Linked DNA regions of Oryctolagus cuniculus: region 1 is linked to region 2. The links are chromatin contacts, called in public Micro-C maps. All regions are on one chromosome and are shown on one strand. Each heading gives the region's core, a stretch centred on a gene start, on an enhancer-like site or on the middle of the called end of the contact. The rest is flanking DNA. Distances are from core to core; before and after follow the strand shown. Region 1 holds the start of RPL30 (ribosomal protein L30). Region 2 overlaps LAPTM4B (lysosomal protein transmembrane 4 beta).

What was found. A called contact is a pair of places that touch in the nucleus more often than the background predicts.
Region 1: a Micro-C map of ear pinna shows a contact between it and region 2, with 3 times the contacts expected there. The contact joins the promoter of RPL30 here to the enhancer-like site in region 2. A contact is called at or near these places in 4 of 6 Hi-C or Micro-C datasets (ear pinna, embryonic fibroblasts, liver and 1 more).

The regions. Positions count from the first base shown.
Region 1 is chr6:123,681,521-123,684,584 of mOryCun1.1, reverse strand. It overlaps RPL30 (ribosomal protein L30), which reads left to right and starts at 1,798. Exons shown (of 5, transcript XM_002710706.4): 1 at 1,798-1,920; 2 at 2,030-2,082; 3 at 2,345-2,490. The coding sequence starts at 2,062. LOC138849945 (a long non-coding RNA gene) reads right to left here and starts at 1,807. Exons shown (of 2, transcript XR_011389255.1): 1 at 1,697-1,807.
Region 2 is chr6:123,489,007-123,492,150 of mOryCun1.1, reverse strand. The region is part of intron 6 of LAPTM4B (lysosomal protein transmembrane 4 beta); the gene reads right to left. Among named protein-coding and RNA genes, the nearest start is that of MATN2, 30 kb to the left of the region's middle. Within about 2 kb of position 1,635, at least 1 of the 8 cell types and tissues checked has an H3K27ac peak or open chromatin away from gene starts, as enhancers often do. A contact at or near this core is called in ear pinna, where this site is marked.

The DNA.
Region 1 (3,064 bases), core at 549-3,048, 190 kb before region 2:
CATGCCTACATGTTAAAGCAAGTAATTCTTGCTACAGCAATTTCACTTCAAAATGGAGCAAGCACTTGATTTTTGTGAAGATCCCTAAGCTACAAATGTTGGTTCTGGTGCTAACTCTGACAATCTGGTTACTATCTCACAGCTTTTTTTAACTGTTAAGTAAAATAAAATAGGTAAAGGGCCAGTGCTGTGACACAGAGGGTAAAGCCACCGCCTGCAGTGCTGGCATCCCATACAGATGCCAGTTTAAGTCCTGGCTGCTCCACTTCTCACCCAGCTCTCTGCTATGGCCTGGGAAAGCAGTGGAAGATGGCCCAAGTCCTTAGGCTCCTGCACCCACGTGGGAAGACCCAGAGGAAGCTCCTGGCTCCTGTCTTCAAATCGGTGCTATTGCAGGCAATTGGGGAGTGAACCAGCGGATGTAAGACCTCTCTCTCTGCCTCTCCTTCTCTCTGTGTAACTCTTTCAAATAAATAAATAAATATTAAAAACAGTAATATAAGTAAATAAAGTAGCATAGTTTCTGGTTCAGCACAGGTTTTGAGGGTGAAGTTCCTCCCTGTTCCTTCTTTCATTCCAATTTTAGCATATGTGCTGCCGACGCGAGCACCCTGTCCCTTCTTTCCAGGATGACACTAGAAACAGTTCATCTACCAGTCTGATTCTACATTTTTGTTGTTGCTGGTGAGAGGGTGGGGACTTTCTTCTGCAGCTAATATCTATTTCTTTAAAAAAAAAAATTACTTATTTGAAAGGCAGGGTTAAAGAGAGATGGTCCATCGGCTGGTTCAATCCTCAAATGGCTGCAAAGACCAGGGAAGGGCCAGGTAGGCAGGAGACAGAAATCCCACTGCCCTCTGCCGTGTGTGTGCGTGTGGGGAGTGGGTGGGGCGGGGCTTAAGCCCTTGGGCCAACGTGGGCTGCTTTCCCATAGACTGCTGGTGCTACATGTGCCAAAGGCCCCTCCCAGGCCGGCCAATATCTTTTTAGCTTTTATTTTATTTGAAAAGCAGAGCGATAGCGAGAAGCAGAGAGAGAGATCTTCCATCCCCTGGTTCACTCCCCAAAGTCGGAACTCTGGGTCTTCCATGCGGGTGGCAGGACCCAAGTCTTTGAGCCATCACCTACTGCTTCCCAGGGTGTGCATCAGCAGGAAGCTGGATTGGAAGCAGAGCAGGGACTCAACCCAGCACTGGGATATGGAATGCAGGATCCCCAACCCAGTCTTAACCGCTGCGCCTAACTCCACCGGAGCCTAACACTATGGATGACCCCTCACTGGACATTTACACTAAGGTCCAAAGTTCACAGCAAAAATACTTTTAAAAATTAAAACTGTTTATCGCACTTCCTATGCAAGTACGGCTCACAGGTCCACACTAACACTGCCGTAAAAGGTGAGTTTGTGGGAGCCTGCGCCGGGAGCCACCGTTTCCGGGGCCAGTAACTCAGGCAGGATCAGGCGAGAGCCGGAGGAGGGAAAATGCAGATGGGGCGCACCAGGGTCCCCCGAGCCTCCCCAAACGCCGCGCCTACGGGCTGAGACCTCCTGGGCACCGAGACAGCGGCTGCACCCGCCGCCGGTTCTCACAGAGCCTGCCACCTCATCCGCAGGCGGCTTCTCCCACTGCCGCCTGGTTCAACGCTCCTCAGTTCCTACGCCCGCGGCTCGCACCACAAAAGCAGCATCACCCACCGAGAACCCTAACGTTACAATACGGGGATCCGAACACTCAGGTCACCATACTGTCCCGCGGTATCCTAGAGCAACCAGGAACCGCGCTCCTCCTATAGCTCCGCCCCTTCCGCTTGCGATTTGCTTCCGCTTCCGGCTTTGCGTTCCGGCTCTGCCGTGAAGAGCTTTGCATTGTGGGAACTCCTTCCTTTCTCGCTCCCCGGCCATCTTTGCGGCTGCACTTGGTGAGTGGTCTCCACCGGGCCGAGGATTAAGCAGGCTGGGGATTCCTGCGGGTTGCCGTTGGAAGCTTCGGATTCTAATCTTCCTGCCCTGTCCTCTGTTATGTTCCAGGTTGGAGGCCGTCCCGCACCTAAGGCAGGAAGATGGTGGCCGCCAAGAAGACGGTGAGTGGGGCGCGCCAGGGCTGGAGGCCGATTCACGTGGAGAGATCGGGCCGTGGCCGGGGCGGGCATCTCGGAGCTCGCCGGGGCGACAGCGTTGACTCGTAGCATTGGGAAGAGGCCGGAGGGAACAGAGAGACCCTTTCAGTGGCTCCGGACCCTCGATGGCGGAGGTTTTAAGAGGCTCGGCTCCAGAAGGCTGGATTCAGGTTTGAGGTGATCGCAGACGAGGCCTTCAGGCCCGTGTTACATGTTTGCTTTGTAGAAAAAGTCGCTGGAGTCGATCAACTCTAGGCTCCAGCTTGTGATGAAGAGCGGAAAATACGTGCTGGGGTACAAGCAGTCTCTGAAGATGATCAGGCAAGGCAAGGCGAAGCTGGTCATCCTCGCCAACAACTGCCCGGCCCTGAGGTAATGGGAGGAAGTGCACATGCGATCCCTACATTCACGTTTTCCAAAAGACAGTCGCAGGATAACCAGTACGGCTGCTGCTAATCGCGAGCCACACCTCCGGCCGCCTAGACAAACCCTGTGCTTGGCTTCTCTCTAACCTTATCTTTGAGCAGAATTTTAAGTTTTCAAGTTGGTTTAAAGATGCTTCGTTTTCTGCACTTATTTTGTAGCATAGAGAAGTCCAGGCTGGACTGTGGCTTGCAGCCTGTCATAGAATTACTTAGTGTATTCTCAGCCAAGGTTTATGCTTAAGTCGCTGTTTTGAAATTGAACTTGGTGGGTTATTGTGAATAAACTTGGACCTTGCAGAACACAAGCCATGTGATCAGTCCCCCCGCCCTCAATTTTCTAGGGTATTGCCTAACTTAGAACATTTCCTATAGAGTGTTCTCACTGACAAAAGCTGGAGTGTAGTCCATCCTGTCCCATGGTTTGGTCTTACTCTAAACCATTCTTTAAATCTTGCCGGCTACAGTAATGTTTGTCCATTGTGAATGTAAAGGGATCACATTGGGATTTTGTAAAATTCTGG
Region 2 (3,144 bases), core at 386-2,885:
TATGGGTGAGAAGCAACTTCCAGGAGACCAGGACATATTTTTAAAAAGTGTATTTTGGGCCGGTGCCATAGCTCACTAGGCTAATCCTCCACCTGCAGCGCCGGCACAGCGGGTTCTAGTCCCAGTCGGGGCTCCGGATTCTGTCCCAGTTGCCCCTCTTCCAGTCCAGCTCTCTGCTGTGGCCCGGGAAGGCAGTGGAGGATGGACCAAGTGCTTGGGCCCTGCACCTGCATGGGAGACCAGGAGAAGCACCTGGCTTCCTGATTTCAGATCAGCGCGGTGGGCCGGCCGCAGTGTGCCGGTCGCAGCTGCCATTGGAGGTTGAACCAACGGCAAAGGAAGACCTTTCTTTCTGTCTCTCTCTCTCTCACTGTCCACTCTGCCTGTCCAAAAAAAAAAAAAGTGTATTTTGGGGGCTAGTGCTGTGGTGAAGCGGGTAAAGCTGCCACCTGCCATACCGGCACCCATATGAGTCCCAGCCATTCCACTTCCAATCTAGCTGTTTGTGGCCTAGGAAAGCAGTGGAGGATGGCCCAAATGCATAGGCCCCTGCACCCGCATGGGAGACCTGGAAGAAGCTCCTGGCTCCTGGCTTTGGGTGGGCCCAGTTCTGGCCGTTGCAGCTTTTTGGGGGAGAGAACCAGCAGATAGAAGACCTTTCTCTCTCTCTGTAACTCGGCCTTTCAAATAAATAAATAAATCTAAAATTTAAAAATAGTGTATTTTGTTGATGGGGGAACACTACACAGAAGAAACGAAATAGGAAGTGAATTAATGTCACTCTTTGGAAACCTTGGAACCTGTATTAAAGGTGAGGAAACTCTTTCGGGAGGAAATCTCACGGCGCCAAGCCCCGTCTCACCCACAATGCTTTTGCATGACCTCATCAGGAGACCACAGGTGCTGGGTGACAGGAAGCACAGGTGTACAGCAGGCAGCAGTGGGAGGACCCTGGTGGTACCAAGGAAACTTCCACCTTACCTGTTCTTCCCCTCTTCCTTAGTCATCCTCCCCTGCCTTCCCTGTGTCAGAGCCAGAACACAAAGATCCCCACAGAAGGTCCCGTTGCTTTGGCACTCCATGACTGTACCCGCAAAGACTGGTCTAAACGAACAAGGGCCTGCCTGCCGCCTGCATCTTGGTCACATGCAGCCAGGCACTGGCAGGGAGGTGTAGGCAGCCCATAAACAAGTCATAGACAAGTCAAGGTCAGTCTTGGCTTGTGGAATTCCTGGGAGGAAAAAAAGTCACCTATTCCCATGCTCTAGGAGAATGATCAAACAAGAACACTCCGCTAAAATTAACTATGTTATGATTGTGTTGCAGAAAGCCTGATAAGTTGCTTGCCTGTGTTGTTAACTTTTGTGTTGCCTTGAGCTGCAGCTGGTTATGTATAAAATATCACTGAGACGCTAGAATAAACGAGCCTTGATCAGGCTTCTGTCTTGGCTCCATTCTCTGCGCCCTTGTCCCTCTTTTCATTCCCACTCCCTCCTTCAGGTTCCATTCGACAGGTGCGGCTGGCCCACATCAGGGAGGAGCACAGGCGGTCCTGGCTGCAGTCTGAATGGAAGGCAGCCTAAGGGATGAGGGTGGGAGGGAGCAGGCTGCTGAGCCTGTAAGCCCCTGCGGCCACCCACTCGCCACGTGATCTCCAGCAGTGAACGACCTGGCGCTCAGGGAATGGCAGAACACACTGCAGGGACTGCTGGGAGACTCAGTGAGCTCACCTATAGAAAGCACTCAGGGGCTGGTGCCGCGGCTCACTAGGCTAATCCTCCGCCTTGCGGCACCAGCACACCGGGTTCTAGTCCCAGTTGGGGCGCCGGATTCTGTCCCGGTTGTCCCTCTTCCAGGCCAGCTCTCTGCTGTGGCCCAGGAGTGCAGTGGAGGATGGCCCAAGTACATGGGCCCTGCACCCCATGGGAGACCAGGAGAAGTACCTGGCTCCTGCCATTGGATCAGCATGGTGCGCCGGCTGTGGCGGCCATTGGAGGGTGAACCAAAGGCAAAGGAAGACCTTTCTGTCTGTCTCTCTCTCTCACTGTCCACTCTGCCTATCAAAAAAAAAAAAAAAAAAAAAAAAAAAGAAAGCACTCAGCCCACAGCCTGGCAGGTGGCAACCTGTGTCCTAGAATTTAAGGAAAAATCTCCATCACAAATGCTACAGAGTCTCCGAAATGCCATTTCAACTTAGCCAAGACTTCACCAAGTCGCTCACATGTGTCTTGTCTTCTAACATTATGGGGGAGGGAGGGGAAGCTTAGAGATCATATAATCTATTAAATTACAAGAGAAAAAGAGATACACCTAAAACAATTATTTAACAGCCAGAAGCTTGAAAGCCAATAAACCACGGGCTAGAGTTTTAAATTCCATTACAGCTCCCTACTAATGCTCCTGGAAAAGCAGTGGAAGATGATCCAGGTTCTTGGGCCTCTGTCACCCACGTGGGAGAACTGGATGGAGTTCTGGGCTCCTAGGTTCCTGGTTTCAGCCTGGCCCAGCCCCAGTCACTGTGGCCATTTTGGGGGCAAACCAGTGTGTACAAGATCTCTCTCTCTCTCTCTCTTTAGCTTTCAAATAAGTCTTGAAAAATCTTTTAAAAGGGAGGCTGGCATTGTGGTATAATGGGTTAAGCTGCTGCCTGCAGCACCACCATTCCATATCAGTGCTGGTTTGAGACCCAGCCACTCCACTTCACATCCAGCCCCCTGCTAATGTGCCTGGGAAAGCAGCAGAAGATGGCTCAAGTGCTTGGGCCCCTGCACTCACATGGGAGACCAGAAGAAGCTCCTGGGACCTGGCTTCAGCCTGGCCCAGCTCTGGCTGTTTGTGGCCATTTGGAGAGTGAACCAGCGGATAGAAGACCTTTCTCTGTCTCCCTCTTTGTCTCTCTGTAACACTGCCTTCCAAATAAAGAAAATAAATCTTAAAAAAAAAAAAAAAAAAAAAGCCAGCTTAGAACCACCTGTCTAGGTAAAACCTTCCCCCACCCACTCCAGAAACTCAGTTATGATTTTTCTGAAGAATCTGCAAAGATGAAGGCTGTACATTCACCTCAGTAACAGTGCAGCTTCTTGGGTCCGAAGGAACTGGGAAGCTGAGCTATCTCTCCTGCTGCCCATTTGGTTCATTTCCTCA